Regions from separate parts of the Sus scrofa genome. Here region 1 is linked to region 2. The links are chromatin contacts, called in public HiChIP or PLAC-seq maps. All regions are on one chromosome and are shown on one strand. The core of a region is the stretch at or near the end of the contact, and the rest is flanking DNA. Distances in the headings are between cores, read along the strand shown. Region 1 overlaps C1H14orf39 (protein SIX6OS1). Region 2 overlaps LOC102157689 (a long non-coding RNA gene).

What was found. HiChIP or PLAC-seq counts read pairs in DNA pulled down with a chosen protein or histone mark.
Region 1: an H3K27ac HiChIP or PLAC-seq map of skeletal muscle shows a contact between it and region 2. The contact joins two enhancer-like sites. A contact is called at or near these places in 3 of 47 Hi-C or Micro-C datasets (epiblast stem cells, heart right ventricle and skeletal muscle) and 1 of 2 datasets of contacts at active chromatin or transcription factors (skeletal muscle).

Annotation. Positions count from the first base shown.
Region 1 is chr1:189,337,854-189,340,553 of Sscrofa11.1, forward strand. The region is part of intron 22 of C1H14orf39 (protein SIX6OS1); the gene reads right to left. Among named protein-coding and RNA genes, the nearest start is that of PPM1A, 90 kb to the left of the region's middle. Within about 2 kb of position 1,323, at least 34 of the 83 cell types and tissues checked have an H3K27ac peak or open chromatin away from gene starts, as enhancers often do. A contact at or near this core is called in skeletal muscle, where this site is marked.
Region 2 is chr1:189,180,346-189,183,045 of Sscrofa11.1, forward strand. The region is part of intron 1 of LOC102157689 (a long non-coding RNA gene); the gene reads left to right. Among named protein-coding and RNA genes, the nearest start is that of DHRS7, 11 kb to the left of the region's middle. Within about 2 kb of position 1,411, at least 9 of the 83 cell types and tissues checked have an H3K27ac peak or open chromatin away from gene starts, as enhancers often do. A contact at or near this core is called in skeletal muscle, where this site is marked.

The DNA of each region.
Region 1 (2,700 bases), core at 73-2,572, 160 kb after region 2:
GGATGACCAAACAGATAAACTCACCTGTACCCAACTTTTAAAGACAATTTTACTGATTCAAAACTTTGGCTAATGTCATAAGCATAAAAGTCACCTGAACTCTAGACCTTACAGACTCGTGACCTCCAAACCTAACTACTCAGCTTTTAAGAATCACCTTGTCTACTTACTAAACACATATAGATGTTTTAGTATTTGCGGTTTGAAAAAAAAAAATGAGAACAATTCTTCTCAAACTTTAATGCAGAGGTCTTGCTAAAATTTTAGATTCCATAGGATTGTGTGGTGGGGCCTGAGATTCTGCATTTCTAATAATTTTGAAATTGATGCTGTTAGGTTGCTTCCCCGACCATATTTTGAGTGGCAATGCCCTAGGAAATTCTAACAGTCATTGGGGAACCAGAACTTTAGGCATCTCACATGTTGCCTGAAATATGAAAAAGCTCATTTCCACTTGAATGTTTATCAGCAGCTCACGGTGTGTCAACGAGATTGGGACGCAAGCTGATGTAAAGTGTCAGTGGGCAAATTCAGTCTCAATTGGTGGAAGAAACATGGTTGAGAACAGTTTAATTATATTTATGCGTTGCCAATGCAAGAAGAGACTGGAACCCTAGTTTATTTCTCTGGTGATGTATTCTTTAGAGATCAACAAAGACAAAGGCAGGGGAAACCATTACTTTAAAATCATATTATTTTAGCTGATGTATTTGGAGCACGGTGATAAATTAATCATGACATCTGGTCTGATTCACAATCATATTCTAGCCCAATTTACACTTCGCATTTGCAGAACTGAAATGCGATGCATTAAAATGGTGCACACATCACAGATTTTTCTCTTCACTGAACCCATGGAGGGAAGCGCTCTCTCACTCAGCCTTTTCACTGAAGCACCTGCCTGTAGGCCCAGGCTAGCAGTGAATCCAGCTTCCCGCTCCGAGCAGTGAGGCAGGGAGAAAGGAAGATTCCGCGCTCAAGACAGCCGCTGCCTAACGGGCAAAGCCTGCTTGCGAGATGGAGTGGGAGTCGTTAAAAAATAACTTCCTGGCTTAATAAGACCGAGGCAGGCTTATTCACCGGGAAGGGGGAGCGGCGCGGGGTTGTTTCTAAACATAACAGATGGCAGCTGTCTGCGGCTATATAGGGCGCACTGACAAATCTCCCGGACAGCCCCTGGGCGCTCGGGGGTGCGCGAAGGAGGCGGCGGGCGTGGGTGCAGCTGCCGCCCGCGAGGGCTCGGGATTGCAGGATTCACCGCCTGCCCGCGCCCGGGCTCCGAGCGGAGCGGGCGCTGGACCCTGGCAGCTCGCGGCCGATCTAACTCTCGTGCAGGGGAGGCGGGGCTCTCGGCGAATTCACTCGCTCCCACATCTTCCACATCTTCCAGCACCCAGCCCCGGGCGGCGTTACGGGGTGGGAGGGGTGGCTCCCAGCTCCCCACTCGCGACTTGGACCCAGTTCTGCCGGCTACCAGGGGCTGGCTAATTATCCTGGTTTGCGAAGCTCGGCGCCCAGAAGGGGTGTGCGCGGACGTGCTCTTCCATTCTCACCGCGTGGCTAGTGAAATGGCTGTCACACACTAAGGATGATGCGGAACCACATCGGAGGGTTAATTTTGTATGAAATGGGTCCTAGCTATGATTTCCATGTGGTAAACCTATTTTCCAAACCGTAAATCAATCTATACTACCTTCTGATACCTGTCAAATGACTTTTTTCAATGATTTGGAATTATTTTGTAAGATGGGAAAAATCTTACAAAGCTAGAAAAGTTGTCACAGAGATTTTTTCTTTTCCAGCCGCACCTGTGGCACAGAGGTTCCCAGGCTAGGGGTCAAATGGGAACTGCGGCCCTGCCTACACCACAGCCACTGCAATGCAGGATCTGAGAGTGGTATCTGTGATCTACACCACAGCTCACATCAATGCCAGATCCTTAACCCACTGAGCTAGGCCAGGAATTGTACCCGTGTCCTCCTGGATACTATTTGGGTTCGTTACTGCTGAGCCACAATAGGAACTCCTAGAGATACAGTTTAAACAAAAATTTAATTAAAATAATGAAAGTAAAATTGGACAGTGCTATCAGTGGGCTGAGCTTCCTGAAAGACAGGGCAAGGGAGTTAGGCTTCTTTTTTTTTTTTTTTTTTTTTTTTTTTTTGATTTTCCCACTGTACAGCAAGGGGGTCAGGTTATCCTTACATGTATACATTACAATTACATTTTTCCCCCACCCTTTGTTCTGTTGCAACATGAGTATCTAGACAAAGTTCTCAATGCTATTCAGCAGGATCTCCTTGTATATCTATTCTAAGTTGTGTCTGATAAGCCCAAGCTCCTGATCCCTCCCACTCCCTCCCCCTCCCATCAGGCAGCCACAAGTCTTTTCTCCAAGTCCATGATTTTCTTTTCTGAGGAGATGTTCATTTGTGCTGGATATTAGATTCCAGTTATAAGTGATATCATATGGTATTTGTCTTTGTCTTTCTGGCTCATTTCACTCAGTATGAGATTCTCTAGCTCCATCCATGTTGCTGCAAATGGCATTATGTCATTCTTTTTTATGGCTGAGTAGTATTCCATTGTGTATATATACCACCTCTTCCGAATCCAATCATCTGTCAATGGACATTTGGGTTGTTTCCATGGAGTTAGGCTTCTGAGCTGTGGTTGGGCTTGGGGCAAAAGGGAGGGGTT
Region 2 (2,700 bases), core at 161-2,660:
TCATTCCTCCCCCGTGCCTTATGTACTGTTCTCTGTGCTCAATCTCACAAAATCTATCATATTGTAGCAGCCTCAAACCCTTCTCTCCATAGAAGCTGCAGATCAGCATAAGGACCAGCTCGACACCAAGCACCATTGATACCCTGAATCATCTTCCCCAGCACAAGCTCCTAACCAGTCTTCAAAGGGACCCTGATGGGGGCTTGGACTACAGGAGTGAGATGCGATGTCTTCACTATCTTAGTCTAGTTTTAGCAGTCAGAAATGTTCCTGGGCTGAGGTAGCATAGAAATGGAGCTGTTCAGAGAACAAAGCTGATGACCAGGCTCCTTCTTTTCAGTAAAGGCACTTTTGCTGAATTCAGAACATCTCAGGTATAACTACCTATTGTCTATCTGGGGTTCCTTTAAAGAAAAAAAAAAAAAAGGCTGTTTTTACTAAATTTTTCATCCACTATTGAAGGCATTCATGAATAAATCAGCACCGCCCTCTACTGGATAATCTGTGTTTATGACTCAATTGTGTCCAAGGTGATGTAAATAGAATTTTAGATATTTTTTCTGAATTTCTGTGAAAGCTGCATGGAAACCAGGACATCTGAGCTGTCTGGATATTTCTCCATGCCTATTAATGTAGTCAGGTAAAATGATCCTCACAAAAGCCTTTCTTTTCTAATTTTAAGAATTGCATGTTTTGAAAAAAAATGAATTCCAGTGCATTAAAAACAAAGAGAGTCAGGGAGACAGAAAGATAGATGTGAAGATGAAGGAGAGAGACAGGGAGAGAGTGCCAGAGAATGAGAGTCAGTTCTCTTCAGAGTAAACAGGGACTAGTTTCCTACTTTGGCAACCTCAAAAATAAACTCAAGTACATGCTTTCTTTATGACATCACCAGCTGTAGTTCTTACAATGTGCATGCTAATTCTAGCTCGTAAGTTAAACTTTTTATCTTTTTGAGACAAAATTTAAGCTGTAAGCTTGGTCAACTATCATGATCAGTTTGACTTCTGTGAAAATGTTACACTTCTATTAAAGCAGATTAAACTGTGTTTGGTTGGGAGTCAGCCAGCAAATTGCTCTATCCAGCAGAGTAACAGCATGAAAACCCGTTGATCTAGCCTAAATTCTGACTTACGAGAAAAAAATAAATAGTAATTAAAACCTACTGCTACATGAATAAGTCTTACAAAGAAAAAAAAGGAAGGGAAAAAAAAAAAAGAGAAAAACCTAATGCAAATTAAACTACATTATCCCAACAAGAACACCCACATGTGGCCTTAATAGGACAAATGCAAAGACAGAATAAGCCCTCATTTCTGGGTTAAAAGTTCCAAATTAGACTCCCCAATCCTGACCTCCAGCTTCTCTTCCAGAAGCGGTCTCAGATGCTGGAAGGATCCTGGGCTTTGGCATAAACAACGTGGATTCAAATTTCAGCTCTGCCATTAGATGGCTTTGAGAAAAGACCTTGTTTTCCTTACCTGCAAGGTGGAGATAAAAACACATAATTCACAGAATCTGAGGAAAATTAAATGAAATAAAGCATGTAAATCATTTAATATAGTATCTGGCACGTATTAGGTTTTCCATAAAACCATGGCTTTCTTTTCCATTTCCCTCCAAATTTTTAGAGCTACCTGGTTATCCGACAACTCCAGGTGACACCCAGGCCAAGGAAATGTCTGAAATTCTTCTCCTTCTACATTCTCTTTCCTAATTACTACCACCGTTATTCATCTCATTGTCCAAGTCAGCCACATGAACATCACCCTAGATGCTATCCTCCTGCCCATGTCTGAATGTGTAAAAAACTCCTCTGCCTTCAAGACTCAGTAGATGTTACCTCTCCTGAGAAGAGCCTGAATTTCTCTGGTCCTTTCAGACTGACTTGAGTTCTTGACCTGATCCCATGTTCCCAAGGCACCCCCTAGATATGCCTCTTATACCATGTCGTGACTTGTTCCCTTTCCCACTGGGCTGTGAGTACTTCTATAGCCGAGGTTGTGTCTCATTCAAAATTTTACCCCCAGGTTCTAATATTGTACTTGCCACACGAGGATGCTGAAAAACAGCTGTGGAAATAATGAATTGCTGTATGGATTAATGACTAATTATTGGAGTTTCAGAAATAGTAATATGGAAGTTCCTGGGCCAGGGATGCCGTCTGAGCCACAGCTGTGACCTACACCACAACTGCAGCAATGCCGGATCCTTAATCCACTGCATCACAGCAGGAACTCCCTGAAATGGTAATCTTACCCATTTTCTCTATGGATCAATAGAGTTAGGAGTCAAATGGAGAATGTCACAGGAACCCAAAAGGCTAGGACCAGGCTTCTTATTCCTTCCCCCAAATTTAGATTTCTAGACCCTGGAGATCAGGGAAGATGTGCTGAGCAGCCATCCTCCCACAGGGGAAGTGACTTCTTGGCTGTGCCTATCAGTAATGGAAGGTCTGCCTCTGGAAGCTCATCCTTGGGCTTTGACCAGATCTGCTTATCTGTAGAATCAGAGGCAGAGGAAAATGCATGATTTTTTTTTTTTTTGAGGTACACCTGTGGCATAAGGAAGTTCCCAGGCTAGGGGTCCAATCAGAGCTGTGGCTACCAACCTGCACCACAGCCACAACAACACAAGATCCAACCCTCATCTGTGACTTATACCACAGCTCAAGGCAATGCCACCAGATCTTTAACCCGC